Linked DNA regions of Mus musculus: regions 2, 3 and 4 are each linked to region 1. Evidence: chromatin contacts called from public HiChIP or PLAC-seq and promoter capture Hi-C data. All regions are on one chromosome and are shown on one strand. The core of a region is the stretch at or near the end of the contact, and the rest is flanking DNA. Distances in the headings are between cores, read along the strand shown.

The links. Promoter capture Hi-C pulls out the DNA fragments that hold promoters and counts their contacts. HiChIP or PLAC-seq counts read pairs in DNA pulled down with a chosen protein or histone mark. Capture Hi-C pulls out chosen DNA fragments and counts their contacts.
Region 2: a contact with region 1 is called in an H3K27ac HiChIP or PLAC-seq map of thymic regulatory T cells, with 11 times the contacts expected there. The contact joins the promoter of Rab10os here to the promoter of Atad2b in region 1. A contact is called at or near these places in 1 of 39 promoter capture datasets (pre-B cells), 1 of 115 datasets of contacts at active chromatin or transcription factors (thymic regulatory T cells) and 2 of 9 other capture datasets (adipose tissue and liver).
Region 3: a contact with region 1 is called in a promoter capture Hi-C map of adipose tissue, with 4 times the contacts expected there. The contact joins the promoter of Rab10 here to the promoter of Atad2b in region 1. A contact is called at or near these places in 4 of 39 promoter capture datasets (the C10 cell line, liver, neutrophils and 1 more), 5 of 484 Hi-C or Micro-C datasets (CD4 T cells, CD8 T cells, Th1 cells and 1 more) and 2 of 9 other capture datasets (adipose tissue and liver).
Region 4: a contact with region 1 is called in a promoter capture Hi-C map of pre-B cells, with 3 times the contacts expected there. The contact joins the promoter of Kif3c here to the promoter of Atad2b in region 1. A contact is called at or near these places in 1 of 39 promoter capture datasets (pre-B cells), 1 of 484 Hi-C or Micro-C datasets (B cells) and 2 of 9 other capture datasets (adipose tissue and liver).

The regions. Positions count from the first base shown.
Region 1 is chr12:4,915,491-4,919,141 of GRCm38.p6, reverse strand. Atad2b (ATPase family, AAA domain containing 2B) reads right to left here and starts at 1,789. Exons shown (of 28, transcript NM_001362349.1): 1 at 1,221-1,789. The coding sequence starts at 1,433.
Region 2 is chr12:3,234,208-3,237,858 of GRCm38.p6, reverse strand. Rab10os (RAB10, member RAS oncogene family, opposite strand) reads right to left here and starts at 2,068. Exons shown (of 7, transcript NR_015551.1): 1 at 1,930-2,068; 2 at 447-574; 3 at 199-268.
Region 3 is chr12:3,307,870-3,311,520 of GRCm38.p6, reverse strand. It overlaps Rab10 (RAB10, member RAS oncogene family), which reads left to right and starts at 1,552. Exons shown (of 6, transcript NM_016676.5): 1 at 1,552-2,229. The coding sequence starts at 2,103.
Region 4 is chr12:3,363,081-3,366,731 of GRCm38.p6, reverse strand. It overlaps Kif3c (kinesin family member 3C), which reads right to left and starts at 1,600. Exons shown (of 8, transcript NM_008445.2): 1 at 1-1,600. The coding sequence starts at 751. I920046F24Rik (RIKEN cDNA I920046F24 gene) reads left to right here and starts at 1,159. Exons shown (of 1, transcript NR_164312.1): 1 at 1,159-3,223.

The DNA.
Region 1 (3,651 bases), core at 540-3,039:
CACTTAGCTCAACCAAAGAACTCTATACACTCCTAAAAGTCTACTAAATTAAAACAGCTCAAAAATACTTTCCGGATTTCTCACAAAAAAAGATACAATAAATATATTTCATGGCATGGTTGCTGTATATACTAAGCGTATACATAGCATTTCTGTTGTGTATACTAAGATTCATTCTGATTAGTGTCAACACAGAGAAAACGTATAAACAAACCACAACTTTGTAAATCCCTACAAAACCTTGTGTTAAGTTACAAAAATTGTGTGAATTTAAAGGAATATTTTAAATAAAGAACACTGTTCAGTCAAATTACTCTTAGAAAGTTAGCCTCTTTCTAGGCAGAATTAACCCACTCCTTGAATTCAGAACCAATTTCATAGTAACACAAACTTCTCGATGTGCTAGCTTCATGTTTTACACTACAGGTGATAAAAGTTCAGGATCTCAGATCTCATCTCTAAAGAACTAAAGCAACTCTTGCTTCTGCAATTGTACGGACCACAACAACGCTAGTTTGACTTTTGAAAAACATTTCCTTAACAGAAATGTAGAAACCATGTCACGATGGCCATTCGACACGTTTCTTTCTACATACTCCCTTTGTAACTTGAAAGTCCTCTGCTCTCTACAAGAACCTTGGTTAGCTGGCTGGCTCGCCCTACAGCTTACAGCACCGTGTCTGATCTGCCTTGCCTACAGAGGCGTTAAGCGTTGGTTTTGTTTTTAAAGTTGGTGTCAGTGCAGCTACAAACTTTTTTCAGCATCCCTGCCTGCCTGCCTGCCAACTGGAGCTCTGTTCACTTCCTTACCAACTTGAACCACCCCCAAACTAAGTAAACTCAGACAGCGGCAAGAGCTGACACACTTTCAAGAGGGGTTTGACACCGCAGAAAACTTTCACTTCTCTCTTCTCCCCTTCCAAGCCAGGCACTGCAGCCTTAAATTCTTGCTTCCTCTAGAATTCCCTTCTAAAGCCGGGCAAGGACACGGATGGCAGAGCATTCTAATGTCCCCGAAAGGAACCCCAAGAGCCATCTCCCGTGGACTCGAGTGCTGTTCTTTACACAAAAGAACCGGGCCGGCTCAGCTAAGGTGCTGGAGTCGCGGCCCTTCGGCGGCTGCCACCCTCCACCGCACCCGCAAGACGGTCTCCGGCCAGACAAAGCCCGGGCGGCCGGGCCAGCACTTTCAAGCCTCGGCCGTGGGCCGCCGCTCTTACCCGGGCCTCGTCCAGGGCGCCGCCGCTTCCCCCGGCCTTGGCCGCCGGGCAGCTGGCCGCGCGCGTCTTAGAGGAGCGGGTCCGAGAGGAGATGAAATGGCTGCTGCCGCCGGTCGCCCCCGGCTCCGCTCCGGCTCCGGCCCCGGGCCCAGGCCCGGGCCCAGGAGACTTGGACCCGAGAAGGCGCAGAGAGCTCTTCCGGGTGTTCACCATGGTCCAGCCAGGGGGACCGGGTCCACGCCGCGCCCGCCGCTCCCGGGAGAGGCGAGGAAGGCCGGCCCGCCGGCGGGCAGGGGCCAGCGGAGCCTCGCCGGGCCGGCTCGCGTTGCCTCTCCGGGACGCAGGCCCGACAGGCTAGAGCGGAGCAGAAGCCGGCGGCGGCGCGAGGAGGCAGGGAGCGGGAGGCGGAAGCGAGGCTGCAGGCCGGCCGCGCAGACCCTGCGCCCGCTCAGCGGTCCTCAGCGGGAGCCGAGCGGAGCCGCCATGTCTGCCCCTTTCTCTCTCGTTCTCTCTCTATCGAGCTCCGTGCGTCAGGTCTCTGGCGCCGCAGGGCCGACAAGGCCGCTTCTGGACGCGGCCGCTGCGGGGCGCTGCAAGGACGCGCAGCCCTTCCTTCTGCACAGGCCCCGCCTCGACGTGACGTCAGCATCGGCGGGAGGCCTGCGGGGAGGCGCTCTGGGCTGTGAACCCCACAGTGGCCAGCTTTTGCTGCCCTGTCTAGACTGGGGGATGGGCAGAGCCGGCCAGGGCGCAGGATGGGTTTCCGCGTGGAACGTAGTCCGGACCCTTCAACGCCTGGCCAAGACCGAGGACCCCAGATTCCAGACCCCTGCGGTGGCCTGGAGGACGCCAGGAACGGCCGACCAAGCGCGGAGTAGAAGGAATGGAGAGGACGGTGCGGTGCGGAGGGGTTCCAGTTGCCTAGGTACTTTGGGCAAGACCCCTAATGAACTTGGGCTGCACATTGCATGACTGTCCAAATGATAATGGCAATGAATGAAAGAAGTCCCTGCGGTAATCCACGCAAGTTAAACTAAGAAAAAACAACTCTAGGAACTCTGCATCCTTTTTTAAACTCACTATGGAGACCAGGCTAGCCTTGAACTCTGCATTCATCCCAAGCGCCAGGATTAAAGATTTGAACCACTGAACTCAAGTGTTGTTCCCTTTGACTTTAGCCAAGTCTACCGGAGGGATTTTGCAGCATCTTTTATCTCCATCCTACCGGTGTGCAGAATTAAGACAAAACACTTCCAAAGGAAAAAAAGTCAAAGTACTATGTAATTATTAAATTAATGTAATATGGAAAGGTCTGGAATTATAGAGGGAAGAATAAATGTTCATTTCAAAGCATCACAGTTTATCTAAGATAGAGAGCCTAGTCTTTATTTGGGCAGAAATTCCCCTGATTATTACACTAAAAAAGTGAAGAGTGAATAAAGACTAAATAGCTTCATAGTTATAACATTTAGCCATGTAAGACCCCAAACAAAAAATTAATAAGCTTTGTTCAGTCCTCACTATATAGAATGTACAGAGTAGTTGTGTGTATTTATATATATATATATATAAATAAGTAAATAAGTTCAAAGCCAACTTGGTCTACATAGTGAGTTTCAGGACAGGCAGAGCTACATAATGAGACCCTCTGATTCTCAAGAAAGCTCACCAACAAATGGACAAGAGATCAGTAAAGTACAACTGGTGGTAAGAAGCACGAGCCCCTACTTCAAGCAAGGACCTAAGGAACTCCTTTAGAGATACATTCTGAACTACAAAATGAGGGGAAATACATCAAAGAAAGAAAGAAAGAAAGAAAGAAAGAAAGAAAGAAAGAAAGAAAGAAAGAAAGGAAGGAAGAAAGGAAGGAAGAAAGAAAGAAAAGAAAAGAAGGAAGAAAGAAAGAAAGAAAGAAAGAAAGAAGGAAGGAGGGAAGAAAGAAAGAAAGAAAGAAAGAAAGAAAGAAAAGAAGGAAGAAAGAAGGAAGGAAGAAAGAAAGAAAGAAGGAAGAAAGAAAGAAAGAAAGAAAGAGGAAGCAGGCATGGAGAGCATAGGGCACAGCTGTCTGTACTAGAGAAAAAAAATAAGTCAATAAAATACTTTTTAAACTTTATTTAAAACTATATACAAATAAGACTTGGGGATATAGTGTAATGGCAAAACACATGACTATACCGTATAACCCTCTCCCACGCCTGTCAAAGTAGCACAATAAAAAGAAAAAAATTACACCCGTTCAAAAGATACTAAGTTTGCTTCCTTTTAGGAACTACCAAAAGCTAAACCCTAGAGGGAACTTAGGCAGAGTTTTAAACTTCACTTCTGTTTTCAGCATATTTGTCCTATCCAAGGGAAATCAGAACCTCTATTTTGAGAGATTTTAAAAAAAATTATTTAAAAAATTTAAAGAAGCCGGGCGTGGTGGCGCACG
Region 2 (3,651 bases), core at 819-3,318, 1.7 Mb after region 1:
TGATGTCATCTAACCCCATCCCCAACATAAAAGACCCACCTCCAGGTTATGACCCTGCAGAAAGTAAGTTATGGCATAGACAGGAAGCTCCCTCCCCAATGACGTCACCCCAGGCCCCGCCCCACAAAGTAACGCTCCCCCCCGCCCCCCCCACTGCCAACATTGACCCTGTGAACCTGCCCACAACACTCTGCTCACCTCCGTGGATGCCCCAGGTGAAGATGGCTACCCTCATGATGACGCTGTGCTGCTCTGCTTCCTGCTCAGCCTGGGGGATGGGACGGGGTCACAGGGGTCAGGGTTCATCCAGGCCATGCCCACCAAACCACCATGCCCATCACTTCTTGACTATGCCCACCACTTCCAGTCCCACTTTTCACTTCCTGTTTTCTCCTATGATGTCACTTTCTGTTCTGCCTGCTCCGTCCCCAGAAGGCCCCACTCACCTGTACAGCACCCCCCATGGCGTCCTCCTGGTCCTTTGACTTCTCCAGGATCAGCCCCTCCAAGGCCTGTGGGTCAGTGGTGGGGTCATCACAAGGGGTGGAGTCAGGGGCGGGGTCAGTGAGGTCACCTGAATAGATTTGCACAAATTTGCATGACAGGAAGTAAGCAGGCAGGGCCTGAGGTGATGGGCGGGACAGGAAGTGGAGGGCATGGCCAGGCACAGTGGGCTTGGCTGGAAGTGTGCAATGGCGTTGGGAAGTGGGCGGGGATAAGATGAAAAGGGTCGAGGCCTGCAATGGGTGTGGAAGGGGCAGGGCCACACACCACCACAGGGTCAAGGTCTCTGGGTCTTCCTGGGGGAGGGACGGGTGGAGCTGGAAGTGACATCATACCAGACTTCCTGGCAGCCCCTCACAGAAGCCCCACCCACAAGTCAGAAATCCTGAAAATGACATCACTTCCAGTGGGCCTGGCCCCACCCACCATCCTGATGTCTTGCCCATAAAGCTCCCAAAAAGCAGGAAGTGACATCACTTGTGGTTGGTGTGGTGACCTCATTTCCCCGCTCCATCATCCCCAGAACCCACCCTCTTCTCCCAAACTCAGAACTGCAATCATGATGCCACTTACAGTGGGTATGGCCACCAACAGACCACGCCCATCTTCCTAAAAAGATGAAAGTAGCTACCCTGAGGCCCCTTCCCACTGACCTTTGTGCCCCCCCCCCCTCGCGGCAAAGTACTGGAGGCAGGGCCAGGTGGCCTTGCTCAGCATCTCGGGGAAGGCAGGATGGACGACCATGAAGGCCAGGCCCTGGGGTGGGGGGAAGGGGTGAATGGGTGGGGTCAGACACGCGTCAAGGCCCTGCCCACAATGACTCAATCACTCTTGGGCACACCCCCAGCCAGGACGTCAAGAGAATATATACAATATATACAAATGCGGGGGGGGGGGTGTCACAGGGTGATGACATCATCTGGACACGTGTCAATGGCAAGGAGGGAAACTGTGACATCATCTGAACTCAGGAAAAGCCATAACGTCATGCAGTTTTATGCAAATGCATGCAAATTTACATGACAAATACACGCAGAGTAAAGCCATAACATCGTTTATGTTTATGGAAATTTACTCAGGGGAGCTGTCATTATGCAAATTTATGCAAATTTTCATCATGCGAAACTGATGTCACATGAGCGTATGCAAATTCCCAACGTACACGATATGCTAATTTATACAGGTCAGGGGAGGTTATATAAACCTGGGTAGAACAAAACCAAGCAGCCATTCAAATTCACTCAAATTCATGCAAACGAGCAGCAATGAAACTTAGACCCCATGCAAATCTATGTCTCTTGCAGGAGCTTAGTTAAGACCCCGCCCCAGGCCCCTGTCACTCACGCTCAGCCACTCCCAGCCCTCGCTCAGGCTCCGTCCCTGGCCTGTCTGTCAGTGCCTCTTGGGAAAAAACAGGTCACTCACCTGAAGCTACGTCCACATGCCACTCCGCTAGTCGCTGTCAATCCCGTGGGGACCAAGTGTCACTCACGTGAAACCCCGCCGACATGTCTCGCACAGCGAACCCCAGGATCTCCTTCCGCCGCGAGGAGGCGCTCGCCAGGACGACGCGGTGCCAGCGCAGGCACGTGCGGGGTGATGTCACAGCGACATCTGGGCGGGGAGTGATGACGTCGAACGGGTCGCCTGTGGTTCTGCGGTTCGCCGAAAGGTCAGGAGCTGAACCGGTGACGTCGCTGGAGTCGCCGGGGATTGGGGCGGGGGGGGGGTAACGGTGGTTGCGGCGGGGAAACCGGAAATCGGTCGCGCTGCTCCGAAAGGGAAAACCGGGTTCGGCGAAGAGAGGAACTGCACATCCGCTGTTTGCTTGTCCGCTTCTGATCAGCGGAACCCGGAACTGGAAGTCTTCAATGTCACGCTGCCGCTCCGAGTTCTCGTGAGATTTACAATGCGGTAGAAGGACTCACTTCCTGTTGGAACGGAGGAACTTCCTGTCTGGAAGTTAGGGTTCAAGCATGCTGGGAGTTGCAGTTATTTCCTGCTTTAGGCATGACTTCCTGTTTGCCATAGGAAGTGACGCCACAGTAGCCCCGAGTTTCACTGGGAGGCACGCTGGGAGGTGTAGTTCCTACCTGTACATCTCCGGGTCTAACCTCCCAGGAACGTACCGTATTAATACGCTGCCCTGTCACCGGGTCGAAGCGCCCGCATGCCCGGCCTCCCCTCACCGTGGCCGCTTCACCGCAGGCAAATCCATATCCTTTGACACCAACCGGAGCGGATGCAGTAACCATCTCACCTGTGATGCAGTGACCATCCCAAGGGAGATGTAATGACTCTTACCTGAGATGCAGTAACCATCTCACCTGAGATGCAGTGACGATCCCAACTGTGATGCAGTGACCATCCCACATGAGATGTAGTGAGCATGCCACTTGAGATGTATTGACAGTGATTATCCTACCTGAGATACAGTGACCATCCACCTGAGATGCAGTGACCATCTCACCTTTGATGCAGTGAACATTCTACCTGAGTGATTCTTACATGAGATGCAGTGTCCATGCCACCTGAGATGTTGTAACCATTCCACCTAGGATGCAGTGACTATGCCATCTGAAATGTAGTGACCATCCCAGGTGAGATGGGATGATAATCCCACCTGTGATGCAGTTGACTATCCCACCTGAGATGTAGTGACCATCCCACCTGAGATGAAGTGACCACTTGAGATGTGATCGTCTCTCCTGAGATGAAGTCACCATCTTACCTGAGATACAGTGAAAATCCCACATGGGATGCAATGACTATCCAACCTGAGATGTAGAGAGTCGTCTTAACAGAAATGCAGTGACCATCCACCTAAGATTCAGTGACTATCCCACGTGTGAAGTTGTGACCATCCCAAGTGAGATGGGATGACAATCCCACTAGTGATGCAGTGACTGTCCCACCTGAGATGCAGTGACCATGCCACCTGAGATGTTGTGACTATCTCACGTGAGATACTATGACAATCCCACCTGTGATGCAGTGACCACCCCACCTGAGATGTAGTATCCATCCCTCCTGAGATGCAGTGACCATCTTACCTGAGATGCAGTGAACATCCCACATGGGATGCAGTGACCACCCCATCTGAGAGATGTAGTGAGTCTTACCAGAGAATCAGTGACCATCCCACTT
Region 3 (3,651 bases), core at 303-2,802, 1.6 Mb after region 1:
TTCATTTATGCTAGACAGGCACTGTACAAGTGCGCTACATCCCCAGCTCCTTGAAGATTTTCCTGGGGTGCTCAAGATTATGACTGAGCTAAGACAAAGCTGAGAAGCTTACCGACAACTTTTAATAGAATTGTTGATTCATGATACAGCACGACAGTCCCAGCTGGAGGAAGAATGATTTGGAGGATATAGTTTAATGAGAAAACTAAAACCAATCAGAGAATCAACTGGGAGATGGTTTAGAGAACACAAACACCTTCAAAGGCTTATGGGTGTTTAGAAGGAGGACAAGTCTTTGAAGAGCATGATCACATCTAAGATGGTCAGAAAAGAACATGATCAAAGGCTTTACTTACACATGAAATGCACATGTTGGTGATGGCGAGGTGTCTGCCAAAGTGTAGCTTATTTTTATTTAATATGCTTATATATTTGTTATATGCTAATTAGTTATGTGTGTGTGTATATAAAATTTACCTAAATAAAAATCTCCTTATTGGTGAATCAGCTCATCAGGTTCAACCATTCTACCATCACATTCTGCGGGTGCTGGAGCATACTTAGAAAGGTAAGTTAGAAATTTGCTTATTTCGACTATAGAAAGGAAGAAAAGGGAGGTGTAAATAAAACTGATAGGGAGAGAGGGAAAAGGGACAAAACTAGAGAAAAGACATGGCACAGGTGTGGTGGAGTTACCCCACCAGAGTAGCCCTCAGGAGGCTGAGACTGGAGATTCATGAATTGGAAGTCAGTACTGGTGTACAGACTTTGCAACAAAACAACCAACCTACAAACAAGTGAAAAGCAAGGAAGAGATCGGTTGGGATGGGGCAGGCTTTCAGATTTTCGATTTGGTGGTACAACTTTGGCTACAGTGACCGCCCGCCTTTTCTGAATAGAGCGCTTCAGCTCCCGGGATTCCAAGGGCTGCTTAGGCCCGAAGCAGCAAAGAAGCTTCCATTCGCAGGGAGGTTCTCCCCGCACCCGGGGTTCCTCAGGCCGATGACATCATTCCAACCCCAGGAGCGCTGCGCCTTTTTCAGTTTGGAATCCCGGCTCTATCAACTCTAGCTTCTTAAGGAGACCAGGTTGTCAGGACCAGCCCACAAGCGGGATCTCTTCTGGAGATGTCCGGGTTTAGTAAGGAGGTTCCTGAGTGGCCCAGAGCACTTCTTTCTCTCTCATCTATATGAACTATACACACACACACACACACACAGCCAGCCACGCCCGTCGCTGGGCTAACATCCTTAGCTCCTCAACAGGATACTGAGAGGGAGTAGAGGATTCCAGCAGTCAGCTGGGCGCCCCGGAAAAGGCAAGGGAGGGAGGGCAGGAGCTATACGGACGTAGTGCGCCTGCGCAGTTCCCGGGCCGCACCTCCCCCGCGGGGCGTGTTCGTCAAGCCGCTCACCCAATCAGGAGGCCGTAGGGAGCGCGCCCGCGGCCTCGCCCCCTCTGGTCCCGCCTCCGCGTGCCCTACTTGCCCGCCCGCGCGCGTGCGCAGAGGCGGGCCGCAGGGGCGAGGGCGCGAGAGAAGGGCGGGTGTACGTCCTTGCGTGCGTCTCAGGCTGCGCGCACGCCGGCGTGAGAGGGCACGGGGAAAAAGGTGGCTCTGGCCGGGGCGGCTCTGTTTCCTGGGGTTATGTAGCAGGGCTTGTCGGCTCGCGAGACCTCCCGCTGCCCTCGCCCGTGTCCTAGCGCGGGGTTTCTGCTCCGGGCGGAGGCCGTGTTCAAGCCCGCCGCGCTCCCTCGACGTAGAGCTCGCTCGTCCGCCCGTGGGAGCGTCCCGGCCGAGCTGCGCTGAGGGGGGAGGGGAGGCCATTTTGTCCCGACCGACTCCCCGGAACCGGGCGGAGCGGCTGGGAGAGGCTGCGGAGCCGCGGGCGCCGCCCCTCGGAGGCACGGGCGCCGCCACCGTCGGGGCTTCCTCGACGAGGCCGTTCGGAAGGTCTCCTGCTCCGTCTCGAGAGCTGCTTTCTCCTTCCGCACACGCTACCCGGCTGCTGCGGCCCCAGAACGCCCGGGTGAGGAGTTGGTTGTAGTGAGCAGTTCCGATCCCTTGGGGCTACCGGCGGCGAGCGCCCGAGCCGCTCCTCCCAATGGCGAAGAAGACGTACGACCTGCTTTTCAAGCTGCTCCTGATCGGGGACTCGGGAGTGGGCAAGACCTGCGTCCTTTTTCGTTTTTCGGACGATGCCTTCAATACCACCTTTATTTCCACCATAGGTAAGACCTGTGGGAGGATGGTGTGGGGGCTCTGTAGCCGCGAGCCGTTTTCTTTTATTCCAGACATCTTGCTTCCCGGAATTTACGCCTTTGTTCCAGTGATTCCGATTCCAGACGACAGACCTAAGTTACTGTTGGAATCGGAATAGCCTTACTGGGGCGGGGTCTTCCCATGCTTACCATCCGGTCTCAAGTCTCCTTCTCTGTTCGGTGCCTTCTGGCACAAAATATGCAGCATTTAGCAGCGTTCCAGAATCCGGTTTCTTTAAGTGACTTGCCTGGCCTTACCATAATTGCATGAAGTTACTTGATGTGCTATTTGTAATAGACGTAATTTAGTGGTTGGGATTGAAGCAGTACTGGCTATGTGGCAAAGGCCCGAATTGGGGGTCAAAGAGAAAATATTCTATCTGACTGTAACTTGGAGTAAACTTGAGAGTTGCAGAATCATTAAGGAAAATGAGAGGGGCGGGGGAAAGTGAGTTGGCTGTCTTGACTGAACCATTGATGTGTCAAACAATCGGAGGCCCTTCGTGCTTGGGGTGGGAATCTGGCATGGTTGGCTCACAGTGCTTTTTCAAGACCTCAACGAAGCAGATGGACGGTTTCTGTTTTCAACCCAATGGAATCAAGTCAAGTTCTAATGTTTTACTTGATGTTAGAATTTACAGGAAAATCTTTCGTCAGTCATGGCTCTAAGGACTTCTAATGTACTACCACATATTTCGGAATTACTTGGTATGGAAATAAAAACTGACCTTTTAAATGGGTTTCCTGTTTCGGAAATGAAAAGGGAAGGTTTCAAGAAAGTCGTTTTGACGCTGGCACCAACATCAATTTTGTCAAAGTAACTGTACATGACCACCCCCCTCCCTGGTTTTTTAAAGTATCCGGTGTCTTTCATTTTTGAACCTCAGCTCCGGCATTAGAGCAGTGCAGGAAAACTTGTGATAAATGTAACTAGCTTCACGATGAGAAGCGACTCTAGTGGTTTTCCTTAAGAATTGTGAAAATCTTGTTTTAACCAATTTATAGTATAGGATTTCCTTAAGACATATTTGTAAGTAGCTTAAGCATATTTTCGCAAAATATGCTTAAGTTATACTGCAATTAAGATGAGCAAATTTTTATTTAAAATAGGTTGTTTTACCTTACTGGTGGGCAGGATTGTCAAAATATCACGAAGCTTGAACTTGTCCTCTGCTTAGTGGGTTAGCACTTACACAGCACTAAGTTTGCTTTGAAGTGTAGCTGGGTCAGTCAGGTGGCTAGATCAGCAAATATTTATTGAGCACCAAGTTCTAGGCACTGTTAAAAGCGTTGAAAATAAGTGGTCGATACAATAGACCCCTTGAGCATTCTGATAAAGAAGGCAACAACAGTGTGCAAAGCACTAGAGTGAGGAGAGGGAGGAAGGGGAGT
Region 4 (3,651 bases), core at 351-2,850, 1.6 Mb after region 1:
CACTGCCGGCCAGGTCTACCAGGTTGAGCTTGCCTACTCGGATATGATCCTGGCCATCAGAGCCACGCTCACTGCACTCCACTGTGATAACAAAGATGGCATGGGACCGAGAGCTGACCTCATTCATGTGGGTGCTGCCCACTGCTCGGGCTTGGTTCCCCAGGTTCATCACATGCTCAATCTCCTTGACATTCTTGGTGACAAAGGAAGAGAGGTCCTTGATGTAGACCCCTGTTTCAGGATTCTCCTTCAGCTCTAGCCTCTTGCCTGGCTCCTTGGATAGCAGGTCTCGGATCTCCTCCTGGTAGATCTCCAAGTAGGAAGCACGAACCAGGTACTGCTGGTTCTGGGAGCGGGAGATGTGGGTGAAGATGTGCTCAAAGGCATTCGGGATAACCCCGCGGAGCTCTGGCTCCACCCAGGTCCCCTGCATGGTGTAGGTCTTGCCAGTGCCAGTCTGGCCATAGGCAAATACGGTGCCGTTGAAACCCTGAAGCACTGAGTCTATCAGGGGCCTCACCGTTTCGTCATACAGGTCGGCCTGCTTGGAGCTAGCATCATACACAGCATCAAAAGTGAAGGTCTTGGGCAGCTCCCCGGGTGCCGCGCGGGGGTTTCGCAGAGTCACCTGGCCCAGTTTCACGTCCATGGTCAGAATCTGCTCATGACCAGCAGCCTCCTCCTTCCTACTGAGGGGGCGGCACCGGGCCACCACCTTCAGGGCCTCGCTGGCCTTGGTCTTACTGGCCATCTTGCACCTCTGTCCTTCCAGGTGGGCCGCTCTGCAGCCTGGGCGGTCCTTCTGCCCTACTCCTAGGTCGGGATCAGTCGGGCTGGCCCAGCCCTCAGGCACCTCTCTTCAATCCGCATGCAGCCTACCAGGGTGGGGATGCAGGGAGTTGGCCCCGAGACTGCTGCAGTCCAGGCCTCCACAGCTCTCCGCGGCTTTCTGTGCACAGTCTGGAGAGGTAGAATTAGGCAGAATCCCTAGGTTACCGCGCAAGCTGCTCCTGCCGAAGGGTAGTGCCTGGAATCCACCCCATGCTGGAGCAAGAGTGAGCGCTACGGCTACAGCTTCGGCAACAATGAGATAAAGGAAGAGGAAAATGAGATGGGGGTGGGCGGCAGAGCTGTCTTTTCCTCCTCCTTTTTCCCTTCCCCTAGGGATCCATGGCGGGGGATGCGAGTCCTGGGCGGCTCGGAGGGTCCCGATCCTCCCGAGGTCAGAGGCTCACCTGGAGTCCTCCCCTCCGGGTGGAGGATCATTCATTGCAGCCAAGGCTGGCTGCTGTTGCCTCTCCTTCGCCTTCCCCGCCGCCGCCACCGGAGAATGAGAGAAAAACAGAAAAGGATGGGGCGGAACAGCGGCGGTGAGAGTGATGTTGCTGCGGCCGCTGCGCTGCGGCCCGGGTTAGGTCTCCCGTCTGGGGTGGGGCAAGGGGCGGGGCCGCGGGGCGGGGAACAAGAGCCCGGCGCGGCCCTTGGGCGAGGGACAGCGGTGCATCGCCGCCCGCACCCCACGGACCCCTCAGGGATGACAGGCTCCGGTGCCCACCCAGGTCCCGCGCCCACCAGTCGGATGCGGCGCAGCCACCGCCAGCCGTCACCCCACCGAACCCGAGCATGCTGGGAGATGTAGTCCTTCCTTTGTTAACCCGGTTCTGTCAGGTTGCTAATGCTTTCTCCAGTCCTCAAGTCTGGGAGCCCCTCCTCCCACATGCAACCCCTGAGTGTGTCTGCTGAGGCTGCACTACCCACGCGTGTTCTCTCGGCAACCGCCATTCTCGGTTTCTCACTGCTCCAACCATTTTGCTTGCAGATGGGCACATGTCACTGTCCTCCATTTCTCAGGGTGTCACCAGGCCTCCTAGAGCTTAAACTCCTAAACATTATTGGGCTCTGTGTTTTCTCTCCCTAGTCTGGTTTACTCCTGGCCTTCCTTTTAACGCTCTGCGGGAAGCACAGTTAACTGATTCCACCTCTTGTGTCTGTACATGGCCTCTGGCTCCAACTACTTCTCCATGACCTTAGGAAGGCCTGTCCATCTTCTGACCTCTCAGCCTACCTCCACTACTCTGATCCAGTCTATACTCCTAAAAACCATGCTGACACACTTTTCTAGCTCACGTGGAGCCCTGGCACTATTCTAGGCGCCGAACCCTTCTTAAGGAGACAACAGGCTGTAATAGAAATGACAGTTGCACCCTTGTGCCTTTGCCCAGAGATCCTGTTACAGTCCTTCCTCTACTGCTCTGCCACTTGGGCAGCACAAGCATTTCATCATCTGTGAAGCTGTGCTGGTTAATTTTTGTCAACACAATCTAGAGATGTCTGGGAAAAGGAAATCTCGACTGAGGAATTGCCTGCATCTGATTGGTCTGTGGGGTATATTCTTGATAGCTAATTGATGGAGGCGAGAGCCCAACCCACTGTGGGAGGTGATCCCCTGGGCAGGTAGTAATGGGTTGTATAAGAAAGATAGCAGAATGCAAGTCTGGAAGCCAGCCAGTAAATAATGTCTCTCCATGATTGCTACTTCAAGCTCCTGCCTTGAGGTCCTGATGCCGGAACCCTGCAGCGCAAATAAACCCTCTCCTCCCCCAGTTACTCTTGGCGGGCAGTGTTTTATTACAGCAACAGAGAAGCAAATTAAATCAGAAACTCTAGGGCTGGAGAGATGGCTCAGTGGTTAAGAGCACTGACTGCTCTTCTGAAGGACCTGAGTTCCATTCCCAGCAACCACATGGTAGCTCACAACCATCCGTAATGAGATCTGATGCCCTCTTCTGGTGTGTCTGAAGACAGCTACAGTGTACTCATATAAGTAAAAGTAGATAAATTTTTAAAAAGATTTATTTATTTATTTTATGTATGTGAGTGCACTGTAGTTGTACAGATGGTTGTGACCCTTCGTGTGGTTGTTGGGAGTTGAATTTTTAGGACCGCTGCTTGCTCTGATCAGCCTCGCTCCTCGCTCTGTCCCTGCTTGCTCCGGACCAAAGATTTATTTACTATACTGTATAAGTACACTGTAGCTGACTTCAGACATGCCAGAAGAGGGCGTCAGATCACATTACAATTGGTTGTGAGCCATCATGTGGTTTCTGGAATTTGAACTCAGGACCTTCAAAAGAGCAGTCAGTGTTCTTACTAAGCCATCTCACCAGCCCCTGGATAAATCTTTAAAAAACAAAACCAGAAGCTTTCTCTGACTGGGTGCTTCCATAGCAGAAAAAAAGAAAACGATGGAATTTATATCAATTAAACCTTGGGCCTAGCATTCCAGATCCTGTATGGTGCATATGTGCACTTAGGTGTGTGTGGGTGTGTGCACGTGTGCATATGCATGTGCACATGCATGTCTCTCTAAGTCAGAGATTGACCTCATTGGAAAAAAAATGTTAGCAAGGTGACTTTAATCTTAACTCTTGGGAGGCAGAATCTCTGAGTTCAAGGCCAGCCTGGTCTACAAATCAAGTTCTAGGATAGTCAGGGCTACACAGAGATTTTTGAATTTTATTTTATGTATTTGAATGTTTTGCCAACATTATATATGTTTGTATCCCGTGTATGTACCTGGTGCCCACGGAGATCAGAATTGGATGTTGATCCCCTGGAATGAGAGTTGTAGATAGTTATGATCTGCCATGT